Regions from separate parts of the Gossypium hirsutum genome. Here region 2 is linked to region 1. Evidence: chromatin contacts called from public Hi-C data. All regions are on one chromosome and are shown on one strand. The core of a region is the stretch at or near the end of the contact, and the rest is flanking DNA. Distances in the headings are between cores, read along the strand shown. Region 1 holds the start of LOC107940932. Region 2 holds the start of LOC107922165 (zinc finger CCCH domain-containing protein 40).

Region 1 (7,841 bases), core at 4,126-6,625:
GAAAATAAATAGAAATAGAAATATAATAATAGTAATAGTATATTAAATTAGTCTAATAATAATAACCAGTAGGTAAAAAGAAAATAATAGTGGCAACAATAATGTTAAATTGGTTAATATAATAATAACAATACCACATAAGTAAAAAGAAAATATAATAATAATAATAATATCAAATTTAAACATTTAAAATATATATATTGGTAAAACAAATATACAACCTATGTATTTTAAAAGGTAAAATAATAATATATAAATGAGTAGACATAATATTAAATTTGAATGTTCTAAGAATAGAATTAATAAATAAATAAAATAACAGAAACAATAACTAAATAAATAACATGAAAGGGTAAGCGAATAATTAAATCTAACAAGCAAAACATTAAATTTAAAATATAAAAGAAATGCAAATCGTTAAATTTAAAATATATAAAAACGAATAAGGACATAATAAATAAACAAGTATATAATTAAATAAAATTTCTCATTTAGTGGGTTGAGCACTAAATTATAATTTAAAGAAATTTAAGTATAGATTTAAAAATAAAAATAAAAATAACAGACTGAAGGGCCAGGATGGAACACGCGCAAAGATACAGGGACTAAATGAGAAAAATTCCCATGTCCACAAAACGACACCGTCCCAATGTACACATTTAAAAAGCTTCAAGGACCAGATTGAAACAACGATTAAATTTTTAGGCCAAATTAAAAAAATAAAAGAAAGATATAACTAGGACGAGGTTGCATAGCAATAAAAATGTGGAAGGACCTAGGGAGAAAATTTCCCCTTTATTAAAAACACGCGGATCCTTCCCCGTGTTGGGTCACTCGCGCGGGTCTCCCTTTAAAACGATGCCGTTTTGTACTTTAAAATCTTAAGTGAAACGACGCCGTTTTACAAAGGTTATTTAAACCAATTTTTGTTTTAAAAAAATTATTTTGTCCTTTGAAAACAAAACAAAAAAAAACACATACACACACAAAAAAAACTCTCCTCCTTTGCTCCACCTAGGCGATTTTAGGCCTTGCTCCGGTATAATCTGCCACTGCACGCGCCGCTGTCGGCGCCACAGTATACAGCGGTCGGAGAGCCAAAAAACCTCCACTTTCAAGCGAATAAAAAGGTAAACTTCTTCTCCTTCTTTTTCTTCTTTTATTTTTGTATATATATATATAAGAAATAAAAAATAAAAGAAAATCAAAACAAAAGAAAATAGATGAAATAGATCAAAGCAATAGAAATCACTTTCTGAAAACTGTTTTCTATTTTTCTATTCAAGCTTTTTTATTGATTTTTTTATCCCCCCCTTTTACATTGGTGTTCTCGGCTTATATAGCTAGAAAATATAATATATTTATGCCTTGTTTGCTTTTGCTGCTTCTTTGGTCTTCTTTGTGTCTGTTTTCGCTTGTTTGCAGGTCTGTGGCAGCATTGCAGTGGAGAAGGTGCTGACACCACGTGAGGAGCTTCGTGGCGCAAAGGCTAGGGGCTAGGGTTTTCCAATCCGAAAATTTTGTTTAAGTTTTGGGCCATGGGCCTTCTATTTTTTTGGGTTAGGGTTTGGGCCCGTTTTTTAAAAAACTTAGACTGATAAATTTTATTAAAAGCCCAGGTAAAATTGGGCTATTACAATTCTAATTTTCCTATTTTTTTGTTTCTCTCTCCTTTCTTTTTCTCCATTGCTTTTGACCAATCAAATTTCTTCAACTAGAACGAAATTAGGCACAAGACATTGGAGAAATCAAAATTCTAGCATAATAAATATATGTAAGCATCCCAAGTCACTTCCATACCAATTCATCTCCTTGCTGTTGTATAGATGAGGCAGCAACACTTCTTAAGCTCTAGCAACCTTTTTCAACTCTAGCTACATCTTTGTTAGACATGTAGCTTCATTATTGTTCCTGCTATTTAGTATATAAGCCTCAATCCGTGCCCATGTAAGCAACATCCAAATGTTGCTCAAAATGCAAGCTTTTGTCCTAGGCGAGGAGATCATTGACACCCAAACCACCCATTGGTTTAGGATGGGAATATAGTGTAAGAAGTGTGTTAGGGAAGGAAGTGATCGAGTTGGGCTAATCCCTTGCCACACAAATGTCTTTATGTGATAGAGCCCTCAGGGCATTAGCTAAGTCATAAAAATTTTAGAAGATATATTTTTGAATATGATTGGAAGATGTATTGTTTTATTAATGACTCCTCATATGGATCTCGATGTAATGGGCAAGGGTGTAAGTGTCCTTACTTGTCATGCAGTATTGTCTTCATAAGAATTAGCCATAATAATCTTATAATTAGACCTTAATTTAATGGTGTGTTAATCCTTCATTGTATTTGATAAGTGATTGCCCCTTGTTTATTTTGTATAAGGTATTTATCTATGATGTAAACGTAAATTATCAAAATAAAATCTAGATTGTAAATACCCAAATTTGACTGGGCCTTAATAAGTAAAAGCCCAAAATAAATTACAAAATAATTCCGCCCAATTGCCCAGGCCCAAATCACTACCCAAACCCCAAATTAATCAGACGCAACCAAAACTTAACTCTAACCCCAAACACCCTTTGCGCCGCAAGTCAACTCCAGGCGCCGCACATCGCGCGCCCCTCCGCGTTGTGCGCTGCTCCAACCCGGCCACGTCCGCACCATGTCAGTGCCCACGTCCACCACACCACCCACAACCTGCAATAGTTCAAAAACGGTTGTAATTTAGGCTATATAAAGCCATTCTCAACAGTGTAAAGGGGACCCTTTCTTTTTTGGTACGAAGAGATTAATAAGAAAACAACAATTTCAATCGCAAATCAAGAATCAAATAGCAAAGCTGAATCGAAAAAAGAAACAAATAAAACGTAAGTTATGTTTTTTTAGTTTTTTAAGTTATGTTTTTTTAGTTTTTCTTTTTATTTATTTATTTATTTTTCTTTATTTTTTCCTTAAAAAATATATGTATATATACAAATACATAAAAAAAATACCTTTTGGGCGAAGGCCGCCGTGCACGGCGACGCTGATGGCGGCGAACGACGCCGGAGGATGGCCGGACCTCTAATCGGAATAGGAGCTAAATGAGAGGGTTGAGAGGATTTTTGAAGGTTTTTTTTTTTAAACAGGTGTAAAAGTGAAATTTTTGTTGAAAAATTTGCTTAACTAGAGGGCCAAAACGGCGTCGTTTTGGCCTGGGTCTTTAAACCCCAAAACGACGTCGTTTTGCCCTTGACCCGTCTGACCCGACCCGCTCCAGCTTATGATCCGCGTGTTTTTAATCGGAAGGGCTAATTGCGCATTTAACCTTTCCTCTTTTTTATAGCTTTGCGATTAAGTTCTATTTATTTCTAATTTGGCCCTATAATTTTCCTTCTGTTTTAATTTGGCCTAACGCAAGGTGATGCGTTTTGGAGGGAGGAGATATTTACTTTCCTGGTCCTCCATTTCGATTGCGCGTTGCAATCCGATCCTTTCCCTTTTATTTATTTTTTATTTCGCCCCAAACTTTCGTTTTAAATTCAATTTGGTCCTTTTTTTTTAGTTATTTTGCTACTTTATTATTTAATTGATTAATTGGACATTTTTTATATTATTATTATTGTTATTATTATTATTATTACTTCTATTATTATTATCATTATACTATTAAATTAATTTGCTTAATATTTAGTATTTATTCGCTTGATTATTTATTTATCATTCTGTATAGAGATTTATTTTATTTTCATCCCTTTTGCAAATTTGTATTTTATTTACTTATTTCAATTTTTTTTATGTAGTATTGATTTCAAGCAATTTTATTTTATTATTTTTGATATTACATATTTTAAATAATTCTATCTTAATTGAGTTTTATATATTTTACTTTAAATTATCTTATATATTATTCATTTTATATCGTTTTATATAATGTTTTATTTTATATTATTACAAATTATTTCATATATTGTTTGTTTTGAGTTTATTTATATATTGTTTATTTTAAACTTATATATATTATTTTAAATTCTGTGATATATCGTCTATTTTTGATTTATTTTGTATTTTGTTGATTTTTAAATTATTTTCTCACATTATATGTTATAAATTCATTTATTATCATTTTTAAATTATTTTTACATTCTATTTCGACTTGCTTTGTTTTTTAACTTGTTATATATGTCTTTTAAGTCATTTGTCTTTGATTGTTGATGTTAGCTTCTTACATAATGTATATGATGCGTTTATTGTCATTTTGTGTTCTATAAGCTATTTATCTATATTTTCATATTGTCGTTTTTCATTAATGCTTTTTATGCATCATTTTAATATTGTATCAATTTTCCCCCAAATCCAAAAAACTTTTAAAAAATAATAAGGCAATACTCGGTATTTGGAATCTTCGAGAGGATTGTATCCTAACTTACTGGGTTCCAATTTTCCTCGTTGAGTCTAAATAACCGAATACCCTTCTCCAATCTAAACGTATAAGCTTCAAATAAAAGCTTATTCTCGAGAATTTGAAGTGTTGTATCCTAACTCTTCGTTATCTCGAGATAAGGATTTTTAGAAATAAAGGCAATATTCTACGTTTGGAATTTTGAGCAATTGTATCCTAACTTACTGGGTTCCGAATTTTCATTTGACTCAAATAATTAATTTTTTTTAAACTTAAGTGCATGAGTTTTAAAAATCAAAATACAAGCTTAATTTCGAGGATTTGAAATGTCGTATCCTAACTCACTGGGTGTAACATTTTATTTCTTCGAGATAAGAGGGTCTTAGCATCCAATTTGATTTATTCAGGTGTTCTTTTAAATAAGAGGATCGTATTTTAAAATCTTTTTAAATTTTCAACGTTAGGACATTAATTAATCAATTAGGTATCAATTTTAGGCGTTACGAGGGTGCTAACCTTTCCTCGCACATAACCGGCTCTCGGACCCGTTTTTTAGTTTTGAAGACCAAATCGTTGTTTTAATAAATCAAAAATGTTTTATTAAAATGACCAACCTCAAGGTGGTCCGATCACACTTTGAAAAAAAATTGGTAGCGATTCCATTTTCGTTTTTAAGTTGATTCCCGTTTTTCAAAATAAAGATAGTTTCGACATAGATTATGATTTAAAAATATTTTAATGATATTAATCCTTTTTAATACCAAAAATAAAACACTGAGGAGCAAAAAAAAAAATCTATAATCCCCAAAATTTTCTATAAGGAAAAATCAACCAAATTAGATTATGTAGTTCTAGAAATATGGTACAGGGATACACCGTCAGTACCCATAAGTGTACCCAAACGATGCCGTTTAGGACCCTACCAAATACGCTGTCGTTTATGGCTCATATTGTCACCTCCGTCTATTATAATATTTTTTAATAAACATTTCCAAATATACAATACAAAGTATAATTATTATAAATTTAAGAACAGGAAAAAGAAAAAGGAAAAAAAAGAAAGGGAAAAAGAATGTCGTGGTTAGCTAGATCGATTGCTAACTCGCTCAAGCTTGACGACGACGACGACGACGATCGGACCAATGCGGCGCTGGATCCGAAACCCGAATCCGATCCGAATCCTAACCAAGCCTCTCCTTCTCATTCCCATTCATCATCGGATCCCAACACTCCACGTGGCGTCAAAGAAGACCTATCCGAGCTTACCAAAACCCTATCTCGTCAATTCTGGGGTGTTGCTTCCTTCTTCGCTCCTCCTCCTCCGGAATCATCGGAGCAGCAGCCCGATCACGCGGCTGAGAAGGAGGAAAACTCTCTCCGGCCACCGCCGTCTTCTGATGATACGGATGAGTCGTCGGATGAGGCATTGATAGCGGGAATCCGTAGCGATTTATCTGAGATCGGTGGGAGATTCAAGACTGGAATCTCGAAGCTGTCTAATAATATGAATGTCTCGGAGTTCACTAAGATCGCTTCGAATTTCCTTCAGTTTGGATCCGAAGGTGAGGGTGTTGAAACATACGAGAGTGGAATCGCTGTTGGTGTGACCGAAGAAGTGGTCGCGTTCGCGAGGGATCTCGCGATGCATCCAGAGACTTGGCTTGATTTTCCGGTGCCCGATGATGATGGTTTTGATGGTAATTTACTTGATTTCTTATTTTGTACACTAATGTGCTTAAATTAAATTAGCTCACTTCTTGTTCATTCATTGGTACCTTCAACTGTTTTTCTTTTAAATGTGCAATTCTTTTTGCAAATCTCTGATTCCTTAATTTAGTAATGCATAGTTGATAATTGATTATCGAATGCTATATATCTTTTGAAATCAGTGGACTGGATAATAGAATGAAATTACATTTTGATACTTTATGGTTGCTACGACGGATCTTTCAATTGCCTTTTGCATTGTGGTTTCTCGATCGGCCGATGTTTGATATCTCTATGAGATTTCACTAACAAACCCTGTACTGTCAAAACTGTCCACGTGTCTTATTTTATGCCTTTATGTGTATAATTGTGTATTTATAGGTTATATATAATTATGATGATGAGAATTGCTTTGTCATTCAATGCAATAAATTTATAGGTGAGTGAAATCTTAGGAGCATGAGCTGGTACTTGTTTCTGTTATATTTTGATAATAATTTGCTCTGCTGCTTGGTGATGCTCATGAGTTTTTTGTCATATATTTCTGTGTATTATTTGAACTTTGAAGCGCGTTTTAGGGGATATTTCAGTACCACTACTTTGTGCATATGTTAGATTGGTTTTCCGTAAGGGCTGCTGTACCCTTAGTTCAGAGATGTGGTATGAATCTGGCTAATTTCTCTCATCCTTATATTGTTTTGAAATTTCAGATTTTGACATGTCTGATGAGCAACAAGAACATGCTTTAGCTGTTGAACGTCTTGCACCAAGATTGGCTGCTCTTAGGATTGAACTTTGCCCAGGATATATGAGTGAGGGTTGCTTTTGGAAGATCTATTTTGTACTTCTTCATCCTCGGCTTAATAAACAAGATGCAGAACTTCTGTCTACTTCCCAAGTAAGTTTGTGGGTCCTTTTTCTTCATTGATTTGTCCCACATTCTTTGTGGTCCAAGGTGTTGTGTATTATGTTTTTGAGGATTCACTTAAGGAATTTCATCTACGGCAGATATGAAATGAGAATAAAACTAATATTAACAAATTAATTAAATACTGAAAATTCTTAAGTGCACTTGGTAATAGAAGCTCATCAAGTTTTATGAATTTCATTTTCAGACTTGAGTGCCATTTTCATCAATTCTCTCTTTTGAAAAAGGAGTGCTAGTGTATAAGTTGGTCTTATCATTCTATTAGGTGTGCATTTCCTTGCAGTGGCTATCTTTGTCTAGGAGCTAGTTTGCCATTGAGATTGAAATTTGTTGTGAAAAAGTGCTTCTACAAAGTGTTTTTGAAAAGTTTGATAGTGTTTAACATTGCTGTCAAAAAGTGTTATTGAGAAGATAAATTATCAATTTTAGACATGATGTTGTGAAATATATTAAAGATAAAAAGGTAATTTCATTGAAAACCACTTTTCTAAAAGCAAAAAGGCTAAAAATTTTGGCTTTTTGACTTGGGCTAAAATCCGAATTTAAAATCAAGGTTTGTAAGCCTGCTTGTTTATTAACTTTTTTGGTTTAAAATCAAGGTTCGGGTTGAAAGGTGCTGTTCAACCTCAATGGTAAACAAAGCCTAATCATGGTTTCTTTTCAGATCTCTTGTTTGACCTTCTACCAACATTCTCATTTCTTACTCATGTCATTTCCTTGAAATATAACCCAAAAGTTTTTAACTCTTGCAGTTAAAATTTTAATATGGAATGAAGGGAATGATTGCTTGTGCTTTTCTTTGTGATTCACCTTCCTTCGCCCCTCTG
Region 2 (6,811 bases), core at 3,235-5,734, 200 kb before region 1:
GTGGAAAGTATTTCAAAGGACAACAGAAAAAAAACGAGGTATAACTAAAATAAAATAATTAATTTCAGTTGACGTCCTTAAATTCGATAAAAATACCTCTCCGGTTCGTCTAAATTTTAAAACTGAATAAATTGATCTCTTTAAATAAAATTAATTTCAAAAGTGAGCAATTAAAGATAATTAATTATAACGTTAATATTTTTCATCAATTGCATATGATCTTAATTAGTATAATAATAAATTTAGCATTCAAAGTTTACATATTTTATCAATTTGATCCTAATTTAACAAAGTTAGGACTCACAACATTTGTGTAAATATTGAGTCTGAATTTGTTAAATTTTTTAGAATTAAAACCAAAATGACAAAATATGTAAACATCAAAGGCTAAATTAGTTACTATACCAATAAAAATTATATACAATTAATGAAAGAAATTAACATTGTGATTAATTATACTTAGTTGCTCACTTTTAAAATTGACAAGAATTAAATTGCTCTAATTTTTTTGAGAGAGATCAATTTGCTCAATTTCGAAATTGAGAAGAACTGAATAGATCTTTTTACCTTCAGTATCATATCAATCAAGCCCTTAAATGCTAGTTTAGATATAATGTAGAACATATTTAAAGCACATGAATTTTCTCAGAAAAAAAATACATGGATACGTGGATTAAATTTTAAACATGTGTATATTTACTAACAAAACTAAGGTGAAGTAATGAATTTTGTTTAAGATGTGAAGATAAACTTATAAAAATTTTGGTTGAAAAACCTAGAAATTTTTTTTTTATTAAAGGCGCTTAAAGTGAATTTATAAATCATTGAAAGGGAACAAAGATACAATATTTGGCTAAAAAAAACATAAATTTGAATGTTTTAATTTTGGAAAGGGATTAAAAAGTAATTTTCTCATTAAATCTAAGCTAACATTTAACACTCGAACACTAAATTAAAAAAAAGGACCTAATTGATATTTTGATATTTAATTAGAACAATTTAAAATTTTAGAACCAATTTACAATGTAGACTATAGTTTGAGAATGTTAATTGGAATTAACCCAAAATGAAATAAAATCATTATCCACCACAAGTTTGTGATTAGATTTGCCAATAGCGAGTTCTCTCTCATATGTTACCAAATTTAAATTAACATATTTAAAAAATGAATATCTTATTTATTTTTTAATATTTTTAAGGATGCAGAATATTATTTTAACTTAAACAACCAAAAATATACTGAAAATACTAAATAAATCATCCTATGTAGATAAAAAGTAAGTTAGTCTTTCTTTTAAAAATATTATCTAGTTTGACAGTTAAAAATTAATTATTATATACCAATATGAGATATACAAAATATATCAGATATTACTGTTTAGTTATTTCATCAACCATATCAAATTTTAATAATAGAAATAAATAAAATTATTAATAGAAAATATTAATTTACTCATTTATTAGATTAATTTTTTTTAATAAAATAGCAGAAAACTACTAACCAAGATATATTTACCCAATATTTTAGAAAAGGAAAGAAATTGAGATACCTTGAGAATGGCATCCAAGTAAGAACTAGCGACAATTTCAGCTGACAAGAGCAACACAAATGTGCTCCCTCGGTGCAAATAAACATACGACTGAGCCTCCCTCAACGCCGCCACGAACCGCCGGTCTTCCTCGGCCACATCATAAACCTTCTCCAAGCTGCAGCAGCAGCAGCAGACATTGATGGTTTTCGCTTCACCATTAACAACCGATCTCGATAACATCCCTTGAAAACCTTGGTTAAAGAACATACTCCTTTTGAACCTTACGAAACCCTTAAAACCCTGTTTATTACAACATGAACTGCAAACTCCTTGTCGGGAATTCCATGGTTGATGATGAGGGTTTGATTTAGCTGCTGTCGCCATCGTTGAACCAGGAAAAAAAAACAGAAAACGCGGCTAAACGGTGTGAAGAGGTGGGTGGCTGGATAGTGAAAGAGAAGGCTTTGAACCAAAAAAAAAAAAATTATAAAAGAGAGACAAAAATAAAAACAAAAACAAGCAAACCGACCTGGGAATCTAAGCCCACACTTGTTCTGAGTTCATGTAATAATAATACATGGTGGCCCCCATGGCCATGGATGCCGTTTATTTTCTTTATTTATTTTCGTCCATGACTTAATTTTTTAGCCTCATTATTTTGGGAATTTTTTTAGACTTTATTTTTTTAGAATTATTAAAGTTAATGGATGCAAAGGCGAATCTGTGGTAGAAAATTATTATTTAGGTTTTTAAATTTTTTAAAATTTTAAATTAATAAAAATAAAATTATAAAAAATTAATTTAATTTTTTAAAATTATAAATATATAAATTATAAAAAAATAAAATTTTAATATATCCCTAAAAAAAACTTTTCAGGCTTCGCTTGAATGAATTTTTTTTAATTTGTTTACTATTTTTTTGATAACAAAATAATTGAGTATAATATTCTCATCATTAAAAGAATATTCTCATCATAGTAGAATTACTATGTTTATAAAAAAATATATTTATTAAAAATTAAATAAAATTTTAATTGAAATGATAACATTAAACTTTTATAATATAATAGATTTCATTCTTATTTTATATTTGTTATTTATTTATTTTATATAAAAATAACAAAAAATTTATAATATAATTTATTTTATAAAACATAATCAAAATTAAATTAATGCTCAATCAATAGTTTAATATATAATATAAATTCAATTACAACTAAAATTGTTCACGGGGTTCGTCCGAAAAGTGGAAGGATTTGGATAAAAATATAGGCTCGAAAAATGGACTTAGACAAAAAATAAAGTTCCTTTAGAAAACGGGTTCGGCCTCATGTAAGGTCTTTTTGCCTGGCCCTAGTCTGAATTTGCCAAAAAAAAAACTTTTGTTTTCTTATTGCTTTCTCACTGTTTTGTTATCATTTCAGTATTATGTTGCTACTATTTTGTTATTATTATTTGGATATTGTATAATTCTTTTTTTATTGTTAATTTTGCTACTATTTTAGAGGTATTTGCTTGTTAAGTTGCACCTATATTAGTGTTATTTAACTATATATATATTTTTAAATTTATTGAGAAACAATGTTTTTAGTGTTTTTGATGTATTATATTTTAATATATGTATAAATCCTTCATCTTTAGCATTTTCTGCAATCAAGACGAAGGAAATTTTTTAGAAACATTGATTTTTATTTTAAAATTTATATTTTCTTCTTTTGCTTGAGTTATGGTGAATATGAGGGATTTAGGGTTCAAAGACATCCTTTTAAAGAAGAAGTTCCCTTCTCGCCTCTTAGACAATTCGTGTGACTAAAGGAAATCAACGGCCCAAATATGAACAAACGAAAATGGTTCAATTTTCAATGACTAGATACGCACACATGAGAATTACTCACAAACGTGCCCAGTAAGTTGCATTTAATGTTGATATGATGGACTTAAGGAGTGCCACTTTATGACACCTCTTAAGCCCATTTTAGGGGGGCGTAGATTGTTATATGTCAATAGGTTGAGACCCGAACCCTAAAAAAAATCCTAGTCTCCCATCCATGACCTGACCACGAGAGGACAATAAGGCGAACTAGATCGTAAAGCAAGGCAACCCAGCTCGTCGGAACCTTGCGCTAATTTATAGTGCAAAATCGTAGGTACAACTCGCAAGATAAGGTTACGGACCTAGCTCGTGAGGACTTAGGGAAGGTCACAATCTCACCTCATATGTACCCAAGGAACTCGTAGGAAGTGTCACGTGCTCCACAGGCCACCCAAGTACGCATCCAATAGGTACATAGCTCGCTTTGAACGCCAGTCTCAGAACAGAAAGGACTGCGTGCTCTGTAGACACATGCCCAACAAACCTAGAGCTCGCAAAGAATGTCAATAATGGAGGCAGCAAAGTTAAGACAAAATAATAAGGTCCTATCATGAGTTGTAATGGTAATAGTAACAACATATATAAATACTTGTATATTCATATCAATAAGACACAGGCAAAATATTACTCAACACATTCATATATGTTTTATTATTTATATAGACTAATCATTTTAGGGTTCATTGTTGTTTCTTGTAACAATATTGTTTTCAAAATTTAAATATGAGTTCTTCTATTGAAAGTACTTAAATAATTTTTTAATATGATAAATAAAATCTAATTGTTTACAACTTTATGGGAAGTAGTTAAGCTCAGACTTGGATTTTTAAATTCGAAAAGAAGATGAACTAAATTTCTAGAAATAAAAATATAAGGACTAAATTTCAAATGTACTAAGAGTTAGGGACTTGAAGCACATTTTAACCTAAAATCTATGCATTTGGGGCTTTCTTTAGCGGCTTAATCATTGGGCTTAGCATGACACAAGTAAAGCAGAAGGCGGTGAGATACTTGGGCTTTGTCAGGGCCCATTCCGAGTCCAAACACGAAATCTTTGAAAGAAATTAAAAAAAAAACCGCTAATAAAATAGAAAAAGAAAAATCAAGTGCGTAAAGGAATCCTTATCCCTCCCTCCCTCGCGGCGGCCCTGCGAGAGCTCTCTCGGTTCTACTCTCCGATCTCTTTTACCGTTGACTGTTAATCGCCAGCGTGCAGTCGCAACCGGCGGTTCTACTAGTCCACCTTATCGATAGCGGTTCAGGTACTTTCTAGACTTTCAATTTCAACTTTTGATGTCCTTTTAAACATTTGTCATTTTCTTTTGTGATTTTCTTGTTCTATCTGGTGTTTATATGATTTTAGTTTGATCAGTTGAGTAGGAAAGACGAGAAAAAATGAAATTACAAATTTGAAACTCTTTCCAAATAGTTTGATGCGTGAAATTATCGTTTATTTGAGTCGGTAGGGTTTATAGCAATTGAATGAAAAAAAAAATTAAAATGTTCTAATGATAAATACTATGTTAAATAAGAAAGATCTGCTAAAGGTTCACGTATTTATGTTTTGTGTTTCTATAATTGTATTTATGTTAAATCAGATTTTGATATGGTGTTCTTGTGTTTGTCTCTTATATTCACTTGCGGTAGGAATAAAGGAAATAGAGTGCAAATTAAAGGCTCTGAATAGCTACACGAGCTTGTGTGAAGTATTCGATGGCACACCGATTGTTAAGAGATCATGAGGCGGACGGCTGGGAACGCTCTGATTTTCCTATCATTTGCGAGTCATGCCTTGGTGACAATCCATATGTCCGAATGGTATTAATCATTATCTCTTTAATACTCTCTCTCACTCACTCTAGAGGCCAGCCCCTATTTATGGATCTGAAATTGTATTTTTTATATGGGAACTGTAAAGTCAAGTTTTCTGTAACTAAATCAATATGGTTTCTGTCTTTGTTTATATTTTTGGCTGTGCTTTTAGTCATATATCTATATACGTTAACCATCATGTTTGTGGATGTGAGCAGAGTTGTGAAATATGGCAATACTTTCTATAACATGGTCGAGCCTCTCTTTTTTGGAGGTGAAAATGTAGAATAAGTAAATCAAAATACAGTTGGAAGGACATTTTCATGTAGACATGGATTATCAAGTTTGAGTCTAAGGCTTGTTCTTTGACTGTGCTTGTCTCTCTACTCTTGCAACTTTCTAATAATGAGAAGATCTACTAGACTTATTATATTCTTTATTCCTACATTTTTTTATGCTTCCAGTTCTATGACTTCTATAACCTTAGCTAAACTTGAGATAAGATTCTTCAAAATGGATTTTCTGTATGCAAAACAACATGTACACTGGCATATAGGTATTAATGGTAATACTAATGGGACATATTTGAAAATTTTCTAACCTTTTGTATTTTCTCTGTTACAATGGATGAGATAATAACACAAATCAGCATCTAAATAAGCAGCAAGAAGGGATTATGATATATTAAGTCTGTTAGACTATGGTTCTAAACCTATAGATTCACCGTGGTATTCATAGTACAAAATATCCTTTTGTTTCTTCAATAATAAAAATTTCTGTGTTTACTCTTATGGGCTTCTTTACACTTTGACTACAGACTAAAGCTGATTATGATAAGGAGTGCAAGATTTGTACACGGCCATTTACAGTCTTTAGGTGGAGACCTGGTCGTGATGCAAGGTATAAGAAAACTGAGGTTTGTCAGACTTGCAGTAAGTTGAAAAATGTGTGTCAAGTCTGCCTTTTAGATCTTGAATATGGATTGCCAGTTCAAGTTCGGGATACTGCTCTAAGTATAAACTCCAATGATGCCATTCCAAAGAGTGATGTCAATAGAGAGTATTTCGCCGAGGAGCATGACAGGAGGGTATGTAGCTTCATGCTTAACAGTTATCTTTTAGCATCATTTTATGAAGAAATTAAAGGTGTCGTATGAAAATTTTCAAGCAACATCCTGGTAAACTGTTTACTTTTTAGAATATAGTCATTATTACTGTCATTGCAGTTGCTGAATCATGTGGACTTGGCATTACATACTTGCTATAACGACACTTTGCATTTCTGTCATATACATGCGAAGTACACAAGTGCATCTTACATTTTTTTTCAGTTGATATGATATCCCTATCTCTCCTCCATTTCCTCTTAGTAGCCAGAGTTTAGGTCATGCGAGGCTTTGAGTTTGGGGTATTCACTGCTTTTTGGGTTCATGGATTTTCAGTTTTACTTACTAATTACTATCACATGTTACGAGAATAAATTTGTTATGATGTTTATAACAAGATGTTACAGCTTTTCTTCATTTTTTTGTTGATTCGTAATCTTCTATATAAGTTGATGGTTTTAAGTGTGCCTAATTTATTTGTTTTAGATG

Evidence for each region. Hi-C and Micro-C count contacts between places; a contact is called where the count stands out from the background.
Region 2: a contact with region 1 is called in a Hi-C map of leaf, with 4 times the contacts expected there. The contact joins the promoter of LOC107922165 here to the promoter of LOC107940932 in region 1. A contact is called at or near these places in 14 of 34 Hi-C or Micro-C datasets (anther, callus, hypocotyl and 3 more).

The regions. Positions count from the first base shown.
Region 1 is chrA02:104,888,433-104,896,273 of Gossypium_hirsutum_v2.1, reverse strand. LOC107940932 reads left to right here and starts at 5,375. Exons shown (of 3, transcript XM_016874398.2): 1 at 5,375-6,076; 2 at 6,797-6,984. The coding sequence starts at 5,452. LOC121209388 (a long non-coding RNA gene) reads right to left here and starts at 3,115. Exons shown (of 2, transcript XR_005904514.1): 1 at 2,992-3,115; 2 at 941-2,695. LOC121209385 (a long non-coding RNA gene) reads left to right here and starts at 927. Exons shown (of 2, transcript XR_005904510.1): 1 at 927-1,130; 2 at 1,426-1,645.
Region 2 is chrA02:105,084,219-105,091,029 of Gossypium_hirsutum_v2.1, reverse strand. LOC107922165 (zinc finger CCCH domain-containing protein 40) reads left to right here and starts at 4,484. Exons shown (of 5, transcript XM_041080049.1): 1 at 4,484-4,667; 2 at 5,053-5,223; 3 at 6,035-6,304. The coding sequence starts at 5,119. LOC107922450 (probable amino-acid acetyltransferase NAGS2, chloroplastic) reads right to left here and starts at 2,096. Exons shown (of 10, transcript XM_041080058.1): 1 at 1,551-2,096. The coding sequence starts at 1,916.